Linked DNA regions of Sus scrofa: region 2 is linked to region 1. Evidence: chromatin contacts called from public Hi-C data. All regions are on one chromosome and are shown on one strand. The core of a region is the stretch at or near the end of the contact, and the rest is flanking DNA. Distances in the headings are between cores, read along the strand shown. Region 1 overlaps FTO (fat mass and obesity associated). Region 2 overlaps RPGRIP1L (protein fantom).

Region 1 (4,711 bases), core at 1,015-3,514:
AATCAGCACTTCATTTAAATACCTCGGCAATGCAATACTTTGGGGGAAACATGATGCTTAAGTACTTAAAATGTTATTTACTTTCATTATAAACAAAGGGAGTGACAAATCTTCTTGTAAAATATTTCTAATAGTCTTTATTCTTCGGGGTACTTCTACAACTTAACGATGATAGTCTGACAATATTGCTGGTGGTGGTTCTTTTGATATTATTCTTAGGTAAGACTGAAGAGGAACTTGGGCTGGAACATTGTGCAGCCATTACCTCAGATGGCTCTAGGCAAGTCAGAGGCCATATCTTTCCTAGGGTAAAAGGGCTGGCCCGTTACTACTGCTAGTTGGTGTGTACAACATGTGTTAGAAGAAGTAATTATTTTTAGCCGACTGACTATGACCAAGATTAATAGCTCTTGAAAGGACTATAATGAAAGGCTGCCCCAACTGGCTTCTACATTATTCTTTATTTATCCTGCTCTCATCCCTGTCACCTTTGGGCATCAGCCAAATGTCATTTGTGTGAAATTTGCCCCTTGGATGTGAAAGGCCTCTCATTCTTGACGATGGGAGGTGATTGTGCTGCGAGGCTGAGGAATTGGGACAGTTGATATGACCCAGGAGAGAAACTTCCAGGTCTGTGGGGGTCACAGGAACAAGGACACTCACTCCTGGGGGAGAAAAGGACCTGAGATTATTCAGCTCTCTGATCCAGATCATTGAGGTGTACTCAAGAGATTATAGGGAGTAGTTCCAGGGCTTCGTTGTCAAGTCCATGTATTTCTGTGGCTCTTCTGTTGGGAGCATTTGCAAGTTCCTTACTCTGAAGATTTTTTTTTTTGGCCTGACATTGTCAACTATTTCTAGTTTTATAAAACTAGGAAATCTCTTTGTAGTCATGACTGCACTTTAACTCCCAAAGCCCTTCTTTTCAGGGCCATTAGCCACCCAGAATAGACAGAACAGACTTTCCCAGCCCCCTCTGCAGTTAGGTGTGACTGGGTGACTAAGAGGCTGTCACCTGTGGTAGTTTCTGGGATGTTTCCTTAAGAGAAAGCTGGTGTGTGCCCTTTGCCCTTTTCCTCTCAGGGCTTTTATCCTGCTGCCTGGAGTGGAAATGCTGCATTTGGATCTTGAGAGTGAGGGCCAGTCCTTAGGGGGAGCAAGAGAGGTGAGCTGGAAGGGGCTTGAGTCTCTGAGGACAGCCCGCGAACCCCCCTACCAGCCTGGTGAAGCCACTGCCATTTTGGATTTTCTGTCCCTTGCAGCCTAACCTAATCCTAGATAATACAGTTTCTACACAGTGCGGAAGAGGAAAGTCAGTCCCAAGCCCGTAGATTTCCTTCTGTCATCCTGAGTATTAATGTCAGAATTCCAACAGATCCCTCACTCTTCTTTCTTTCAACTCCTACAAATTAAAACAACCTACGACAATGATAATGTTAACTTACTTAAGAACTAAAGACAGGAGAGATCCATTAGTATGAAAGATATATGAGAGATAGGTTCATACAAAGGCTGGAACAGAATGTAGCTAATTCAGGAAAATGATAATGAGGGCTGATCTTAAGGACCTTTTGTAAGAGTCCTATCAGGGAGCCCTCACCACTTTGCAGTGTTGGTGGCAGCAACAGCTTTTGTTTTTTTAGATTGTTAGGGCTGCAACTTCACCTGCTTTCTTAAGGGCTTGGGGAGATTTTCAAGATTTCAGGTGGCCAATGTCAAGTCTCATTGTTGCTTTCAGTTCCCTTGTCTGAGACCGCTGTTTATATTTTGCCTGACACATTGGTTTTAGGCCATAATATTTGCATGTAGCCATCCTTCCTCTAACATTACCTATATCAGATAACATGCACTAGATTTGCTATCGTGGGTCATAAATGATTATTAATACAACCCTTAAAAAAGAGATGCTGTAATCATTTTTTTTCACGATTTTTAAAAAACTTTTGGAGGAGAAAAAAACCGCAGCTATTTGGTTCACTTGTTCTCATTACCATTTGCAAAGTGAACCCAGAGAGAGGTTTTCTGTGCCATGTTTTTCCTTGCTGTTTCTTGCCTTTTCATTTGAAGAATAGCAGGATCTTGTCTTTTGTTCACTCAAGTAAAAGTCCATCCAGCTGGAAAACAGAACAGTGCGCTCTTTGTGTGCTCAGAGCATTTGAATGCTTTTGGTCACACACTAGTTGCTGTTTAACTACAATAAAATTGTGACCAAAGGAGATAAACATTTAAAGGATAAATGACAGGGTTGTTAATCCAAAAGCGAGTTTTGTCGCATTGTTGTTTTTAGCTAATAGGTATATAGCCAGCAGTCACGGGGAGGAGTTGTAAGTCTGAAACTGAGTCAAACCTGTTTTCCAACAAGTTTAAAAAAAAAAAATGATGTCACTGGATATTTGTAATGGATGATCATTTTGGGTTGCGAAAGTTATTTGAACACGGCTAAACTGTCTTGGGAAACTTCTAAGAGTTTTCCTGATATGCTTCAAAGCTTGGTCATGTCATTCATCTATGTACTATATTAAAAATATGCATTCATATTTAATATGACATGTTAAGATATAAAATTATACCAAATATGTTATCTAAGGAAAGAGACTTTAGGGCTTTTATAAGTCTATGAATTCAAAACTTGCTCTGTCTTTACCCCTATAAAGCATGATCTCTCTGCCTTTTGGTAGAGGGAAATATTTTGAAAATTTCCCTTCCCTCTAGGAATTCAAAGCACAAACCTCTGTTCCTTTCTCTCGGGCCTCTCTCGCCCTCCCCTCGCCTTCTCCCCACCCCCACCCCCCACTCCTCTGGTGCAGCTGAAATCCAGATCTTTGGCCCTTTGAGAAGAGCTTCTTCTGGTTGTGGTGAGTGAGGCACTTAGATCTTGGAATGAGGTTTATTTTCTGAGTACAAAGTATACAAGGTTTCACTTGCCTGTTGTTGCTGTGTGCTGGGGTCTGTTTTGTCTTACTGCTGTTCCATTGGGTCATTCAGCCTTTTTCCAGGATAACTCCAAATCAAATAAATTGAATGTGTTTTTCCTTTTATGCAGTCACATCTCGTTATAGCAAGAAACTTACCCTTTATCTACCGAGGAGGGACAGCAGGGTCTGGCGGTGCCAGTGGTGGAGTAAGAAGTACGTGTACCTCCTAAAGGGGCCAGCTGTAACTTAGCTCTGGTGTGCAAACGTGGGCCCAGTGTTTGCAGATACTCCCATTTCTTGAAAGAAGCTGAAGATGTGGATTTTTTATTGGGAACTCTTTCTTTTAAAGAGCAGTCTACTAATTGAAATTTAAACCCCGTAAAGTCCAAAGGTCCCATATTTACTTCCTCAGACTGGAAGCAGCCGAGGTCTGCCTTTTGTGATCTCTGTTACTTAGGGAGGTTCTGTGACCAATGTCACCAGAGGAGGCGATGTGAGGATTCCTCTTCCAGGAAACTGACCAGCCCAAAGAAAAAGACGTAGGTTGACATGTGGGGGGAAAGTCGAAAGAAAGGGCCAAAAGAAAAAGAAAGAAAGGCCAGGTTTCCATCACAGCACTGTAGAGCCAGGCCCACTGGTTGACCAACTCAGTTTCTGTACATAGAGCCTCCGATCTCAACTGTGTTGCCTCATTTGAAATCATGGATTGAGAGGCAAGGATCACCAAACACTGCGGAGTCCCTCCAGCAAGAGTGACAGCATATGAAGAAACAACAGAAGGAAAGGATCCCAGAGAAAACAGGACACCATGGAGAACAGAAGACAAAACTTCAAAGCAAATGATGATTCATATTCTTTTTTTGCTATAATTACTGTTTTCATATATTTAATTTTTTATTAAAGTATAGTTGCTTTACAGTGTTGTATTAGTTTTAGGTGTACAGCATGGTAATTCAGTTACACACGCACGTGCACACACAGACACACGCGCGCGTGCGCATGCACACGCACATTCTTTTTTGGATTCTTTTCCCTTATACATTATTACAAAATATTGAGTATCGTTCTGCTATATAGTAGATCCTTGTTGATTACCTAGTTTATATATAGGAGTGTATATATGCTAATCCCAAACTCCTACTTTATCCCTCCACCCCCCTTGCCCTTTTGGTAACCGTAAGTTTGTTTTCTATATCTGTGGGTTTATTTTTGTTTGTACATAAGTTCATTTATATCTTTTTTTTTTAGATTCCACACATAAGTGGTATTTGTCATTGTCTGGCTTTCTTCACTTAGTATGATAATCTGGGTCCATCCATGTTGCTGCAGATTGCATTCTTTCATTCTTTTTAAGTTGAATAATATTCCATGGTGCATGTATACCACATCTTCTTTATCTGCTCCTCTGTTGATGGACATTTAGGTTGTTTCCATGGCTTGACTGTTGTACATAGTGTGGCAGGGAACATTGGGGTGCATGTATTCCTTTGAAGTATGGTTTTCTCTGGATATATGCCTAAGAGTGGGATTGCTGGACCATATGTTAACTCTATTTTTAGTTTTTTAAGGACCCTCCATACTGTTCTCCATAGTATGATTAATAGTCTTAAAGAGAAAAGGAAAGATACTATGTACATGAAACAAGAGTAAGCTGTTAATAAAAAGGAACATCCAGAGTATTTTGTTAGTAGTGAATAATGTATTGTGATTATATTTTTTTAAAAAAAGGCTGTCCTTAATACAGATTCATATCCAAGAATTGCAGTTGAAATATGTTATCTGAAGTTTGCTTTGAA
Region 2 (4,711 bases), core at 747-3,246, 140 kb before region 1:
TTGAGTGTCTGTGGGCTTTTCTGGGCACAACTTGTGTATCGAAGCCGACTGCTTGATAATCCTCTGAGCACTATGTTGGGGGCCGAATGGGACGCTGATTCAGTACCTGGGATCCCATCCCTCTGGGAACGGTGATACCCACTAGTGACTCAAGGCCAGAATTTTCGACTTTGTTAAGTCTGATAGCACTTATGAGTCCATATAGTGTCTTCTTTATTTTCCTAGAACTTTCAATGTGTGTGTGTGTGTGTGTGTATGTGTGTATTTATTTACTTATTGGCTACATTTGCAGTATATGCAAGTTTCTCATCCAGGGACTGAATCTGAACCACACCTGTGACCCATACCACAGCTGCGACAATGCCGGATCCTTTAACCCACTGGGATCGAACTCACATCTCTGCAGTAACTCAAGCCGCTGCGGCTGGATTATTAACCCACTACACCATGGAGGGAACGCCTGTGTGTATGTTTAATTCCAAGAAAATCTGTAAGGAAACCTTCAGATAAAATGTAGTATACAATGACTTAGGTGGATAAATGAGCAAGCAAGAAGATTGCAGGGGCACAAGTGGTCCCCAACACACTGCCAAGTTGCCTCTTTTTGGGACATCTCACTTCTACATCTGGCATGGAGCAAAGCATAAAACACTTGATGGGACCAGTGTTTAATTTTCTGATTCTTTCCCAGAACAAGGCCACAAGAGCTGTTTATATCAAATCAGGGTAGTCCCATGTGGTCTTGCAGAAAGAGAAGATGGGTTTCCAAAGAGGACTGACTGGAGAAAAGATTAAGAATATAAAGCATAGATCATTTTGATCATTTTTGTCAGACTCTCTTGGTTCTGGGTGTCTTTAATAGGATTTAGGCTAATATTTTAATCCTCTCATCTTCTACTTCTACGCCTGCCAAAGTTGTGATTGTGTATGTGATATGTATCATTTATAAAATTTCCCAGAATAGGTTCCTAATTTGGTTCCTTGGTCTAATTTGGTTAGTTATTTGGCTTGATCCTAACCTTGGAGCACTGGATACATATCCAGCTTGACAAGCAGCTTAACATCTGAACTACGCCAACTACCCAACTACGGTGAGAGCAGAGTGCCTGGCACTTAAGAGATGTTCAATTAAGTGTTCATTTAATGCATGGATAAATGAGTAAACAAACCGTGTACATTTTCCCGGTGGTGGATGGCTCTGCTGACTTAACAAATGAGAGGAGAACTCAGTCTCATTTCTCCACTTACTGTATAGCCTAGGCCACCCCTGATTATGATTTTTTTTTTTGTCTTGATTCCGTAAAGTACAACTCCTTCAGCATGTTCTAGATATGGCACTTAAGGATAAAGAGTGGAAATCAGGCATTGCTGGGACGCATACCTGGTGATGTGAAAACCTAGGAGAGCACTTTTTATCAGGAATCCCTCACTCCTCCCTGAATCCCAATGGGAAACAAGTGGCTAAAACCACTCAGTTATTTGCAGTGACTGTACTGCTGAACTGTAAAACTGAATTAAAGAGAAGCCTTGCAAAAGACACTATAATGATCACTCAGAATAACATGCCTTAGCTGAAGCAAGGCTTGACAGCATGAGGCTTCCATAAACAACATTAGAAAAATCCAATGGCTGAATTTTTGCCACACACACAACCCCCCATACTCACACAATGAATAATTCCTTGTGAAATGCAATAAATTATTTTTAAATTTCTGTTGATTCAAGGGAAGGCAGAAGGGGAGGGTCAGAGGGGGATGTAGGGAGGGGACTCCAGCTTTGCAAAAAGACAGCTTGCGTTGCAAAGGATTCAGCTAATGTGTGACTCGAAATCTCTGAAGCCAGCAGAAAGGTTTTAATAAAGAATTTGGATTTCAGCAATTGCTGGTTGTACAGATTGAGCAACACTTCCACCCGTACCGTCAATATTTTGCTCGATGATGTCGCTCCCTTCCCGGAACATGTCAGCGAGGTCAATGTTAGCCATGCCAATGTCCTCACACTCCAGATCCTGCTCATCCTCTGGGGGGTCACTGACCACAGTGAAGCGGACGCTGAGAAGGGGAAGGACAGAGAACATCACTACAAAGTGAGAAAAAAAAAATCACCACGGAACAAAACCCCCGAATGGGTTTTTATCTCTAACTGTGAAATCTCCAAGTTTCCAATTATTCCAATAAAAAGAAAATTATATTAGGTTAGATAAGTTATTATATGAACTATTAGAATTATTATAGCACACTCAGCCTTCACATGAACACTAATCCACTTTTCTAAGCACTGATTACCATTTAAGTCTAGAATCTGAGAAAATTACTAGGCAAAGAGAAGAACCAGATGTTCACTCTATTATGCACTATCTGATCGTATTTTGACACGTCTACTTCTAAGGCTAAAAGGATCAAGTGAAAAAAGACCATGGAGGTTAGGGAAGCATTTTCCACCTAAATGCAACATTTTCTATAGAAATGAATGCACAGCTTTGGAGTGACTACTAAGCAATTTTTCCAACTGTGTTCTATATATTCGGAATTATGTTAGATAAATGTTACAGCTTTGCCCAACAGCTATATGAAATGTTTGTATTACTTCAGCAATCTTTTAACTTACAATCATAGCATCCAAGTTTTATTTTACTTTTAGACACATAATTGTAGGGTTATGATGGAACTGATTTGAATTAGTGGCTTGTGTTCAGGCCAAACACATTTGGATTGACCAAATGACAGGAATTTACAGTTAAGTACTCTTTTGATATGTCTTGGCAGCATAGCTTAAACCATGAATGCTTGTAAACTACCATTTTAACCATTTTCAAAATGTATCCATCCCAAATCAGAAACAAAACAAGAAACTTGCTTCTTAGATAACATTCTTAGGTAAAAATCTAAGTCTCTGAGAACATCATGCCTTGAAAAATATGCACAAGTAAAATCCTTCAAGCACTTACCGGTAAACATGACAGCATTTTAAAATAATTTGCTAAAAATAAGTAGTCAACATTTCATTCCTTAACTAAGTACTTGTTTTTAGCTAGCAATACATTTTGATTAGAAAATAGAAATCCCTTAGGTTGAAACCAAAGGTAATGCTTATTTACACAATACTTGTGTAATTGGGAAGAGTGCAGATCCTGTGCTGCACGTGAATAAGACGGATATTTTATATGATGCATAAAATAGAGGGATTAAGATGGAGTGGTTAAGGGCATCCATTCTGGGTTCAAATTTCTGCCTTCCTACCAATTAGCTATGTGACCCTGTACAAATCACTTAACCTCTCTGATCTCAGCTTCCCTATCTGTAAAATAGGAACAATTCAGAGGCTCTTGTGAGGATCAAATGAGATGATACATGGAAACAGTGCCTGGAACTCAGTAAGCATCGAGTAAATATTTGCTCTTTTATTATGACTATTTTTAACCTAGGTAGGGCTCCTTCAGGTTCCACATTTCTAAGGGGAGAGATAATAATGACATGGGAAAGGCTTCCTTCAGTTGAAAACTGAGACACCCAAATTATACAATGACTCTATCAGTCAATTAATCAAGAAGAACAATGATGAAAGAAACTGCCCTAAAATGAATACACTTAAAAGAACAGGAATTGGAAGTGATCTTTGATGCAATTACACCTACAAGGCTTCCAGAAAAAAATACAGGCTACACAGACTGTAATAATAATAAATTTTATCTTTATATAATGTCTTCATATCTAAAGATCATATCTTTTTTTTTTGCTTTTTAGGGCCGTACCTGCAGCATATGTAAGTTCCCAGGCTGGGGGTTGAATCAGAGCTACAGCTGCTGGCCTACACCACCCACAGCAACACAGGATCTGATCCACCTCTGTGGCCTACACCACAGCTCATGGCAATGCTGGAACCTTAACCTACTGAGCGAGGTCAGGAATCGAACCTGCATCCTCATGGATCCTAGTCGTGTTTGTTAACTGCTGAGTCATGAAGTGAACTCCCTAAGGATCATATCTATATCACTTTACAAATGCAGGCTATTATTTCCACTGAATATATGAGAATTCTGGCAAAAAAGGGTGGGGGGAAACCCTTCTAATGCCCAGAAACAGGGCGAAACACAAGAAGATACAATTTATTTCTGGCTTTAAATTGTTTAGAGAACAAAATAAGATGTCCAAAATTAAGAAACTGAAGTTGAGCTGCAAAAGGAGAAAGGTACATTAAAATAACTAAAAAAAAAAAAAGAAAAAAAAAAAAAAAACAAACCTAAAAAATTACAGCTTGGCTTAGGCCAAACTGTACATATACTCACACAGACACACAGGCGCATCTATCTTACCTTTAGCCCTGCGGAGACACAGAGGCAGAACCTTGCTTTACGTGCTGAGGCGTACAGTCTGTGGACCTGGACATACACAGACGGTGGATGCCTGGCATCCAGGTGGATGGAGGTCTCCACAGAAAGTGCCCCACGGGCTGCTGCCCCTCTGCATCCCACCTCTCCCTCCTGCAGGTCTCCCCCGCCAGGTCCTAAGAACACACTTTTCCATCTTCCGTCCTGCCTGGAATTGCCTCTGCCTGGAACGACCTTCCTAGGGCTGCTCATAACTTGATTCAACCAGCTTACCTGTCATCGCCTGAGGTTTGCCTTCACTGCAATTTTCTATTCTAGCTTTCCTTTTGCTTATTTTTTCTTGTTCAGCTTTCTTCTAGTACCTACTGTAAAATGGAATTGGTT

What was found. Hi-C and Micro-C count contacts between places; a contact is called where the count stands out from the background.
Region 2: a contact with region 1 is called in a Hi-C map of liver, with 6 times the contacts expected there. The contact joins two enhancer-like sites. A contact is called at or near these places in 2 of 47 Hi-C or Micro-C datasets (fibroblasts and liver).

The regions. Positions count from the first base shown.
Region 1 is chr6:31,510,449-31,515,159 of Sscrofa11.1, reverse strand. All of the region lies in intron 1 of FTO (fat mass and obesity associated), which reads left to right. Among named protein-coding and RNA genes, the nearest start is that of FTO, 52 kb to the left of the region's middle. Within about 2 kb of position 2,264, at least 24 of the 83 cell types and tissues checked have an H3K27ac peak or open chromatin away from gene starts, as enhancers often do. A contact at or near this core is called in liver, where this site is marked.
Region 2 is chr6:31,652,701-31,657,411 of Sscrofa11.1, reverse strand. RPGRIP1L (protein fantom) reads right to left here. Exons shown (of 25, transcript XM_021097100.1): 24 at 1,918-2,051. Among named protein-coding and RNA genes, the nearest start is that of RPGRIP1L, 90 kb to the right of the region's middle. Within about 2 kb of position 1,996, at least 3 of the 83 cell types and tissues checked have an H3K27ac peak or open chromatin away from gene starts, as enhancers often do. A contact at or near this core is called in liver, where this site is marked.